2 separate regions of the Mus musculus genome follow, and region 1 is linked to region 2. A link is a contact called in public Hi-C data. All regions are on one chromosome and are shown on one strand. Each heading gives the region's core, a stretch centred on a gene start, on an enhancer-like site or on the middle of the called end of the contact. The rest is flanking DNA. Distances are from core to core; before and after follow the strand shown.

The links. Hi-C and Micro-C count contacts between places; a contact is called where the count stands out from the background.
Region 1: a Hi-C map of liver shows a contact between it and region 2, with 1.8 times the contacts expected there. The contact joins two enhancer-like sites. A contact is called at or near these places in 5 of 484 Hi-C or Micro-C datasets (all in liver) and 2 of 115 datasets of contacts at active chromatin or transcription factors (liver and pancreatic cancer cells).

Annotation. Positions count from the first base shown.
Region 1 is chr16:24,222,669-24,228,509 of GRCm38.p6, reverse strand. All of the region lies in intron 1 of Gm31814 (a long non-coding RNA gene), which reads left to right. Among named protein-coding and RNA genes, the nearest start is that of Gm31814, 38 kb to the left of the region's middle. Within about 2 kb of position 4,354, at least 5 of the 459 cell types and tissues checked have an H3K27ac peak or open chromatin away from gene starts, as enhancers often do. A contact at or near this core is called in liver, where this site is marked.
Region 2 is chr16:24,040,198-24,046,256 of GRCm38.p6, reverse strand. No RefSeq gene overlaps it. Among named protein-coding and RNA genes, the nearest start is that of Gm46545, 39 kb to the left of the region's middle. Within about 2 kb of position 2,321, at least 9 of the 459 cell types and tissues checked have an H3K27ac peak or open chromatin away from gene starts, as enhancers often do. A contact at or near this core is called in liver, where this site is marked.

The sequences.
Region 1 (5,841 bases), core at 3,105-5,604, 180 kb before region 2:
GAGCAGTTACTTTGCTTTTGATTTGAGACGGGACCTCACTATATCATTTTATCAGCCTAAAACTCACTATGTAGACCAGGTTGACCTCTGAGTCACGGAAATCCTCCCAAACCTACCTCCCAAATGCTGAGGATAAAAAAGCATGTGATAGCATGTCCTATCACGGTCTTCATAGGGTAGCACTCCCATGTGTCCTTTCTCACATACCTGAAGCAAACTGTAGGTCCTGGTCACAAGGTTCCAGGCCAGAAGGGACAGACAACTTGATAGACTTTCCACATGATCCCTAGGCAGAATAAGAAATCTTACAACATTATTATCATATTGGACCATGGAGTTGATTATGGTCAACAGTAGGTCAGTGAACATGTACCCAGACCATGAAGATGATGAGAACTTGGAGCAGGGTGTGTGGAGGCAGCTGACTTTTAAAGTTTTGGCTAAAAGTTCCCTTGTAGGCATATATCACATCTAAAGCTCCCAAGGACCCTATAGCATAGAGATCACCTTCATTTTAAATGGGAGGCAAGAGAGGACCCCAAATGATCCTCTTCTCCATGATTGTTGGCTCTTGTAAAGTTAATAGAATACAATTAAAAGAATTCTAGTATTTCATACTATCAGAATTGGAAGGAATTATAGAAGTCAGGTCTACCTTCTAAGCCAGCTCTTAAAAGAGCTCAACGTTGGGAATGTAAATGAATGTGCTTCAAGCTACGGAATAGAGCTAACACGCCCACCCAGTTCTCTGGGCTGTCCACACAGAGTAGACCAGCTTTTTCTTCTTACTAAGAGCAGAAGAGCAAAGACATGAAGTTGTCATCTGGGAACTTGAATGGAACAAACGTCATGGCCTGCTCTGGCTCTAAGCCACTATCACCACTGACATGCCCTATTTCAAAGAGGGTCTCATTTAAAAATAACAAGAATAGAGCCTTGACAGTCTGAAAAAGAATAATTTACCAGTGATAAAATTGTCTATTGGTGTCTGTCAGCACCTCAGCAACTTCAAGCCTTTGAGTGTAGGGCTCAGGAAAGCGAGCTGTATATAATTTTTGAGTTTCATCTTAAGTATCAAACAGTGATGAATCTTTTCAAGGTAATAACTAGTTTGTTTCCTTCATTACTTGATTTGTTTATTTATTTATTTTTTTACCCAAAAGTGGGGTTCCAGAGGCAAGCTCTCTTTGAAATGCTCTTGGCCTATCTCAGAGATCTCTTGGGATCATATTTATTACTAAAAGGATTGCTGTGACTCTATAAATCAGAAATCAGACAGGGTGCATTTGTGGGACATGACTACAGGATACTGTATGAGATATTTGAGAAACAACCCTGCTGAATGGGCTGGTAGAGACTATAACAAAAAGTCACATGTCACATGTCACTTGTTCTCCATGTGACCATTGGCCCTGAGAGATTCTCAGATGGTCAATCTGTTGCTGTATTGGCTATCAGAGTCATTTGCCAGAGCACAAAATAAATGGTGTCCCAAACGACAGCTGGTGGGTGGCTTGCTGTCTGTGTCTAATAACTCCTTTGAGGTGATATCTCTGCTCCATAAATATCAAAAAGGACTTGAAGCCCAGCATTTCCTTATATATTCATTGAAATTTATATGCATCGTTTCACTGGCTCTCAAAAGAACCCATGAAGTCGATCTGTATTTCTGTATTAGTCAGGGTCACTGTGACTGTGATGAAAACCAAGATCAAAAGTAACTCAGAGAAAAAGATTTCATTTGGCTTATGCATCCCAAGGCACAGCTCATTGAGGAAAGCCAAGGCAGGGCTCAAGCAGGACAGAAACCTGGAGGTAGGAGCTGATACAGAGGACACGAAGGAGTGCTGCCTACTGGCTTCGCTCCTCATGGCTTGCTCAGCTTGCTTTTTAATAGAACCCAGAACCACCAGCCAAGGGCCCTCCAGCATGAACACTAATACAGAAAATGCACCACAGGCCTCTCCATAGCCCACTATTATGGAGGATTTTTTTTCTCAATTTAGACTCTCACCTCTCAAATGACTATAGCTTGTGTCAAACTGACGTAAAACTAGCCAGCATAATTAACCTCTTGTCAAATTGACACATAAACACATCTCTGGTAAGCTATAAACTTTGTTTACTTGTTCATCCCCTAGATGACACATTAATATCAACATTGCAATATAAGAATTTTTATACGCTTAAGATGTTCCATAGCCTTACAATTTCAAACATCTCTTTAGAAATATCCAGTCTCTTTTAAAATGCAAAATCTCTGTAAAGTTCCAAAATATCTTCGAACGTTCAAAGTCTCTCAACTGTGGGATCCAGTACAATAAAAAAATAAATACTTTGCCCAGAAAAAAAAAGACACTGGGTACAGCTGCAATCAGATCAAAACCAAACCAAAATCCAATAGTGTAAATAAATCAATGTTCAATGTGTGATTCACTCCTGATCTTCTGGGCTCCTCCAAAGGGCTCGGGTCCCTGCTCTGACTCCACCCTCTGCTTTACATACAGACTGGCTCCAATGTTCCGGTTGGCTCCATTGCAAGGCTGATGGTGTTTGTTCTTGGCACTTGGCAGTCATTTCATGGTAGTAAACTTCTGGGGTCTTCTGTTTCCACTGGGCTGCATTCACCAATAGCTTCTCCTATGCTCTGTTCATGGTACCAAGCCTCAACCCTCTTCATGACCCCTTCAATCCTTTGTCTTCAACTTCTACCAAGGCTGTACCTTGACCAATGGCCTCTGCTACCACCCGCCCCAGAAGCTCAGCTCCAGTTGTTCTACATGACCCATCCATGCCTTCTAAACCATTACCACCCAGAAGACTTTTATACACTACTACTGTGTTTGGCTGCCAGCACAAGGTACAACCTTGGCCACCTGTGGTACACAGCTCTGTGGGCTGAGCCTGAGGAAAAGCTACTTTCCAGATTTCCCTTCCATGATTCTGGTATCTTCTTCATTGCCAATAGTTTCTCAGCTCCAACTAACCACTATCAGTTGTCCTACTAAAGTAGGTTTCACTTCAATGGTGCTGATCTTTTGATAACCAGAGCTTATTCTCCAGCCCCAAATGAGAAGAACCACAAAATCTTAACTCAAAATAGTAAATGGCTGTGGAAGAAAATTGAAACTTCCCTCTGAGACTTCACAACCTAGACCTGCATTGCCCTCAACATTCTTATCTTCTCAGCTCTTACCAAACTGCCCACTGAACTGTTAACATTCAATGGTTTCTCTAGCTCAAAGTTCCAAAGTCCTTTCACAGTACTCTGAAAGACAACATGGTCAAGTCTGTCACAGAAATAACCCACAATCCTGGTTTGAATTTCGGTCTTAGTCAGGTTTGCTATTGCTCTGATGAAACACCATGACCAAAACCAACTTGGGGAGGAAAAGGGTTTATTTAGCTTACATATCCCAAGTTCATCAAGGGAAGTCAAGGTAGGTATTCAAACTGGGTGGAAACCTGAAGGCAGGGGCTGATGCAGAGGCCATGAAGGAGTGCTGCTTACTGGCTTGATCCTTATAGCTTGCTCAGCCTGCTTTTTTTTTTTTTTTAAGAACATAGGACCACTAGCCCAGGGTGGTACGACCTATAATATCAATAACCAATTAAGAAAATGCTCTTCAGGCTTGCCTCTAGTCCAATGTTGTGGGGACATTTTTCTCAAGTGAGGTTCTGTCCTCTCAGATGACTATAGTTCAGGTCAAGTTGTCATAAAACTATCCAGTGCAGGGTCTTCATTCTCATTCTGCAGACGAGGAAATCAAGATTCTTGGGAGTAAAGTGCTCTTCTCAAGTCCATAGATATTGGACAATGTCTCCCAAACTTGAATTCAAAACTCTTTCTTCTTTCCTTTTTATTAGATATTTTCTTTATTTACATTTCTAGTGTTATCCCCTTTCCTAGTTTCCCCTCGAAATCCCCCATATCCCTCCCCCTTCCCCTGCTCACCAACCCACCCACTCCTGCTTCCTGACCCTGGCAGTCTCCTATACTGGGGCATAGAACCTTCACAGGACCAAGGGCCTCTCCTCCCATTGATGACCGACTAGACCATCCTCTGCTACATATGCAGCAAGAGCCATGAGTCCTATCATGTGTTTTCTTTGGTTGGTGGTCTAGTCCCAAGGAGCTCTGGAGATACTGGATAGTTCATATTGTTGTTCTTCCTATGGAGCTGTAAAGCCCTTCAGCTCCTTGGGTACTTTCATTGGGGACCCTGTGCTCTGTCCAATGGATGGTTGTGAGCATTCACTTGTGTATTTGTCAGGCACTGGTATGTGTAGCTAGGTGCTTTTTATGTAATCACAAAAGCCAAAGAACCCAGGGACTGGAAGTTTGTTGAGAAAGAGATTGAATCTTTGTTTGCTTTTTTTTTTTTTTCCTTCACTCATCATTTATCATGGTGCTTGGAATATAACAGTCAATAAGTGATTGGACAAAGGTTGCTTAAGCTTCAAAATTAGGTTGTCCTGAAAAAACTCTGTGTTGCTAAGAAATGGAAGCTAAATTTCAAGTCTTCAGAGATGATTTCTTGAGGCCATGGATGGCTTCCCAAGTCCTGTGAATCATGTGAATACTTAGGAAGCAAAGGCATTCTGGGAAACACTTTGTAAGATGGGTTTACCAGTACTCCAGTTCTCTGTGTGTGTAAGCTCCCTTAGCTGATGCCCTGAAGAGCTGGCATGTACTGACTGTTGCTTTAGTCCAGATTTTTTTTTTTTTATTTAACCAAGTGTCGAAAACAACTTTAGATGGAGAAAATGAGTTGGGTGAGGAAAAGAAAAAAAAATCCATGAATCCCAGAATAACCTTCAGTTTGGTAATGATTTATCCTGTTCCATTGTTAATTTTGCAATTAAGCAAGAGTACTTTATATGCCTGAATGACCCATGGATTGTATCTTAATCAAATCAATGTGTCTGCAACATCAGACCGATCCAGTGCTCAGCTATTAGAATGACAAATGAGCAAAGTCCATGTTTTCTCCCTCCTTTCTTTTCTTCCCTTCAAGCCCTCTATCATGAAAGGTCAGCTGTGGGAAAGGCTGTTGTTTTGATGACTGCTATGAAATCCTATTGGTTAAAAAAATGTGAGAAGCCACCTCACCCACCCCCAACCCTGGTCAAACCAACCGTAAATGTGTGTGACTCTGGAGTTTGGATGAAAAAAAAAAGTGTGGTTAATTCTTCTCGTTCTGTACTTCCTGCCACTGACATTTGTTGCTGTTTCTGTGTAGTGAGGTTGAGGCTGTGTAGGAGAACTCGATGCAAGTGACCTATATTATGTCACTCTCTGTCATGACTCCTCTTAACCTCCATTCTTGGAATATCTGGGAAGGAGAAAAGGGAGACCCGGAACATCATCTATAATTTGCACATCCCAACAGTCTATAAATTTTATCACCTACATTTATGATAAGACACCTGAAAAATACAATGTGTGTGTTTTAAGACTATTAATTCTAAACAGCTGTTTTTTGATTTAGAGAAAGGGCCTGTGGTTTTCAGTCACTATTGATCCGTACTGAAGCTCCACTCAGCAACTTCCTGTGAGGACATCAGCAACAGTTTCCTTGTTCCATCCAATCTGTTTTAGGCAGTAGACAAGATCATGTGAAACAGCTTGTTAATTAGATCAAGTCACATCCCTGTTTGAAACTTTCTGATGGCTTCCCACTGTTTTCTTCACCTATGTGGAAGTTCAGAGTTCCTCCCATGGCTTAGAAGGATTCTGAATACAGCCCCTCCCCTCTTCAACGATTTTTTAAAAAATTCTTCTGCCATTTCATTGAGAATTTCATACACGTATACAATGAGAGACGACCTACACGCTGT
Region 2 (6,059 bases), core at 1,072-3,571:
ACAAGGAAAGGAGGCAACGTCTTACCTCCCAGCACGGGCGGCCCAATCCAGAGCCTTCTCCCAACTTTATTGTTTTCTCCTTTCCCACTTGTCTTGTGCACTAAGTCAGCTGTTAAAAGCTTGACTGGCTCTCAGCTTGGGCAATGTGCTTTCCTAACAGCACAGCAATAGGGAGTGAGTCTTTACTCTGCGCCTGGCACAGCCATGACTAATGTATGTTGTCACCGTGCTGTACAGTGGCAGCAGACAGGGGATCTTGGTTCTGGTGTTCAGGGACTGTTGTGTGTTGTGATAGTTCTGCTGCTTGGGGGACTGGATGAGGAAGATACAATCAAACAAATTGCTGGTTGGAGCATAGGTCAGGATAATCTTCAGAAAAGGGATGATACAGTTCCTAATATGATTATAAATCTTTCTTAGCTTTAACAAGCTAACCTCTAAGAATCCTTGCTATAGCAATAGTAGCAAAAACCATGTAAGGATTCATGCACAAGGCTGTCTGTGACACTGTCACTTGAACAACCAAGCAAGTCAAATCAGAGTGAATGTCAATCAATAGTAAAGCAGGTGGCAAGTTATCTAATCTATAGAATGTTAGACTTCAAAATAAGATATGGAATCAGAGTTGTTTTCACAAAATGTTTTAAAATTTAAAAAATACATGTTGGGACTGAAGAGGCAGCTAGAAGCACTTACAGTTCTTGAAGAGAACCCAGGTTTGGTTTCCATAACTCAGAGCCCACAGTCACCTGTAACCCTAGTTATAGAGGTTCTAATATCCTCATATGGCCCCAGGATTTACCTGCATGCTTATGGAACACATAGATAGACTCAAGGCACACACACCATGTAAAATAAATTAATAAGTGGGCCCTTAAAATGAAAAGTATATGTTAGTATTTGCTATAAATAGGAATGTCAGTGTAATCAATGTGTTTAACTTAGGGAAGTGCTGTTCTGTTGTTGTTGGAGGTGTTTTGAGCCATGTTCTCCATTGATAGCCCAGGTTAGACTTCAGCTTATGATCCTCCTGCTACATCAGCTCCAAGAAAAGTATTTTGATTGACAAATGATAACAGAGTACAGAGGAAATTGGGTAATATTTAATCTCTTATTTTTAAAGAAGGGGAAGGCTGGGTTTTAATCTATAATTGCCCTTTCTCAAAGGTAAGCTGTTTAAATGCTTCCTTAAATGCTTTCTATTTGGGGAAGATGGTACTGGCTGGAAGCTCTTATCCTCTGATAACCTAACTCCAGGGAGTAGGAGACCCCTCAGAGAGAAAGTGGCCATGGCTGAAGTTGTCTGACAAGGAATCAAAGGAAAATTCCTAAGCAGGCATGGAGCAAAGGGCTCTCTGCAAGAGAAAGCCATCAGTGTGGTCGCCATCTTCGCGTTCTCGTGGGATAGAGCATTTACCTTGCTTTAATTTCATTCCTACGCCCAATTTTAGGTGTTCTTCCAAATTGTCCAATTCATACAAATTTATTCAGACACAAATATTCTTTGAAAATGTCAACTGAGCAGACCACTTCTATGCTGCCTTAAACTCCTTCTAATTAACAGGTCCACCCTCAGCCCTCACAGATGCCGATTTTTAACTGGCCCTTATTTCTTCACCTATATGCCTCGACTGGCCTGGCCTGCCAGTGACTATCCAAAAGCCATTAGAACTCACACCTTTCACCTTTCAACACTCTTTCCCTTCCCTTAGACTCCTGCACTCCATCTGCTTGGTGAGTCTTATTCAGCCTTTAAGGCTACCCTCAAACATCTCCCTTTCTAGATATTTCACTTGCCTCTCAACAGAACCAGTCGAGTTCTCTTCTGAGTTCCAAAGCACTCTGTTAGGCTGGGCAGGGGGAACTGCAGTGCCACTGGTCTCCCCAGAGGGCACTGAAGGTGTGTCTGCCCTTGTCTGTATCCTCAGCCTCTGTCCCAGTGGCCACACAAGACAGATGCTGACAAGTGGGACATAGAATATAAAGATTAAGAGTTCCAGCATATCAAATGCCTCTTTGCACAAGTTTTCTCTCTATAACATGTGTTTCTATTGATTGAAGATCTATAAGACAAATCTGGTCGAAATAACTACTACTCCACCCACATGCCCCAAGACCATCCCATGGGTTGGTTGTTCTGGGCTGCATTGATTCCTATTAGATCTTTGAAGCCTGTTCAAACTCCAACGGACTGGATCTAACTGGGTCCTTAGGTGAGCCCGGGACAGAACTGGTGGCCAAATCAGCAAAGGGATGTGAGCACAGGGTGTTCTCAAGGGAAAAGGCTGAGCCTGCCCTGGAGCCACTGGCCCTTTGATAGTACATTGATCCTGTAAGAGTCCTTGGCCTGGCCTGGCTCAGCCAGGAACTGATCACGGGCAATAGCACCCCTCCCAGGCTAATTGATCTGTTTCTGTTCTCTGATGTCCCTGGGCAGGAGTCAGCACATTTCTGCCTGTACCTAGGCCTTCCCCTTGCCAGGCTTACAGAAGCCAGCCTCTTGAGCTGAGCAGCACCCTCATGCTTGAACTTGCTCTTCATCCTGTCCCCATTTCTTCTCATCTTTTCAAGTTTTTCTCTCCTCTACCCTAGTTTTCTCTCTGGAAGATCCAGCTTTCCTCATTCTGCCATGCCTGCCTGCCTCCCCTCCCTTGTTTTGTCCCCCCTCTCCTATTTCTCTCCTCTCTTCTTCCTTCCCTCAGACTGGCCTTATGCTCAGTTTTCCCATCTCTGTCTGACACTCTCTGTATCTCATGCGATACCATCCTCTCCTTCCTGTCTATAGGATGTCCTGGCACTCCCACCTTGATGCCAAGATTTCCTTTCACACCGTTTGAGAGCAATCCCCTCTGCTTTTCTGCCCATGAGATTGGACAGAAGTCCGATTGACTTTTGTATCCTCTGAGACTTCTCTCTGCCTCTAAGCATCTGAGCAAAGAGAATACTGTTTCCAGGTCTTGTCAAAGCAGTTTCAGGCCTAGTCTCATCCAACCTTTGCCACATTCTCTTCCCAATGGCTAAGCTGATCTATGCTAACGCACAGAGCATAGATCCAGGACCATGGCCAAAGTCAGTAGGGGGTTGGCTCAGGGATGCCCTCATGCTGAGCCTGGCAACCCAAAGTCTACAAGTTGTCTTCTTGCCCTTTCGCTCATCTCCTGAGCTTGGCAGGGTCACTCTGTGTACTCAAGCCACCCTTGAGTGGCCATGGATAAATGATATGACATTACCTTCATGGTGATGTAAGGTGAGAAACTTGATGCAGGCACAGCCAATAGATCTGCTCCTTCTTTTCAAACCAAGAACCTTGTACATGTTGGGCACACCTTGTCCCAGTGGCCTATACCTTGAGGCCATTCATTAGCCATCCTGCTTTCTTATATAGAATGAAACAGAGGCCTCCACTAAGTGTCCTGTCACTGGGATCACAATTGAGATATGGATGAAGTACTTCCTTCATTTATGCAGCCAACAAAAGTTATCATCATTTATGGCCATAAAAATGACATTGTTCCCAGTGTCCAGTGCTTATAACTTTATGATAAAGTTTATGATCTAGAATACACAGGACTATGAGAAATGTCTGAGATAATTAAGAAAGAATCAGCAAAATGACATAGGGTCTGGCTGTGCCCAGTGAAAAGACACACAGAGTAGCATATAGCTGAACTGAGTCTTAAGCTTTTATACAAACAAGCAAATAAACAGACAACCCAACCATTTACATGTTTGCAAGGGAGGGGACTGGCTTTACTACAAAAATAAGTAACAAATGGCTTCCAAAAACATCAGTGTGACCAAAAGTCTTGGTCAGAGTGTCAACCCCGTTGCATCACTGCAGAATTCCACTGACATTTTAAATCAAAGTAGAAATGTCCTGGGCTCCAGGGGTGGCTCAGTGGTTGAGAGTACATACTGCTCTTACAGAGGACTGGAGTTTGATTCCCACATCTACATCAGAAGCTCACAACCACTGCTAACTCCAGCTCCAGGGGACCTCACACCATCTCCCGGATTCTACTGGGTATTCCCACTCATGTGTACAATCCCCCAAACACACACACACACACACACACACACACACACAGAGAGAGAGAGACAGAGAGAGAGAGAGAGAGAGAGAGAGAGAGAGAGAGAGAGAGAGAGAGAGAGAGACAGACAGAGAGAGAGACAGAGAGAGGGAGAGAGAGAGAGAGACAGAGAGAGACAGAGACAGAGACAGACAGACAGACAGACAGACAGAGACAGATTTAAAAATAAATCATTGAAGTAGACTTTATACACAACTACAATGTCTTTACATCATTTCCATACCTTCCTCTCCACTCCAATTCTGCTCCCATTTCTTCCCTTGAATTAAAGATGTCCTCTCTTACAATAACTGTTAATATATGTTGTATATAATTTAATATACAGATAGCACACACACATATTAGATATACACATACACACACACATAACCTACTAATATATTAGTATTGCCCATATGTTCATGTGTTTAGGGATGCACACTTAGGGTTAGGCAACCTATCATGGGGCTCATCCCTTTAGAAAACTGATTCTTCTTCCCTCCCCAGCCATTGATGGTTTGTAACTTCTCATCTATGAGTTGAGTCATGCGAAGTTTGCCCCATCTATGTGGAAATATCAACCGGTATGGTCATTTCTGCAGGTCTCACACAGGCAGCCACATTGCTGCAGCTTCCTGGATGCAGTGATCTGGCCATGTCTAGAAGACACTACTTTGTATCAGGAGTTCTGGTCCTCTGGCCCTTAGACTTTTTCTGCCTCCTCCTCCAAGTTATTTCCTGAGCCTTAGTAATAGGTATTATGCTGTGGATGCACCAATTAGAGTTGAGTATTCCATGGCTGCTTATTTTCTGCATTTTGAGCAGTTGTGAATCTCTGTAGGGCTTCTGTCTGATGCAAAGAGAAGCTTTTTGGATGATGGGTGAAAGCTATTCATATCTGTGGGTGTACGGCTAAGTGTTTATATTTATATATTTATATTTATAACATATTTATAGTTGAAGGCTCTATTGGTTTAGGAAAGTGACATTAGTAGTATGTCCTGTAGGGTCTGTGACCTTTTCTACTCTGGATTTTTGCCTAGTTTTATCATATAAGTCCCTCCTGTTGAGAAGGCCTTAAAATGTATTGGTAGAAGTAATATTGTGATGATGACCATTCTACCAAAAGCAATGTTCAGATTCAATGCAATCCTAGCTGAAATTCTCATAAAATTCTTCACAGGGATAGAAAAAAAATACAAAACCAGATAGTCACAATCCTGAGACAAAAGAATAATGGTAGAAGGATTACAGTATCAGATGTCAAGTTATATTACAGATTCTTTGGTAATAAAAACAACATGGTCTTGGCGGAAAAAAAAAACAAAAAACACACATGTAGATCAGCCAACACAGAATAGAGACCCAAACTCAATCTCACATAATTGCAGCCACCTGACATTTCATAAAGATATCAAAAATACACTCAGGGGAAAGGTCAGCATCTTCTACCAATGGTGCTGGGGAAACTGGATGTCTACATGTAGACAAATGAAATTAGACCCATACCAATCATCATGATAAAAAAGCAACTCCAAACGCATAAAACAACTCAGTGTGAAACCTTAAATATGCAAACTTGTAGAGAAAGCATAGGAAGAATCCGAAGAGACACAAGCCCAAGAAATGACTTCCTAAATAAGACACCATTCTCTCAAAAATTAAGCCCAAAAACTGGCAAAAATTAGAAAGTAAATATCAATTGGGTGTAGAGTAAGCCTGAGTGTGGGTGATTAGTCTTTGCTAGCTCTTCATCTAAGAGGGGACTAATAGCCAGACTATAGAAAGAATTGGAAACACACACACATACACACAGGCACACACACACACACACACACACACACACACACACACACACAAATCAGGAAGACAAATAACCCACTTTTTAAAAGTTTTATGGTTCCCAACAGAAAAATAACTATAACTAAGAAATATCTTTAAGTGGTTTCTGTCTTTAGCAATCAAGGAAATGTAAATGAAAACTGCTTT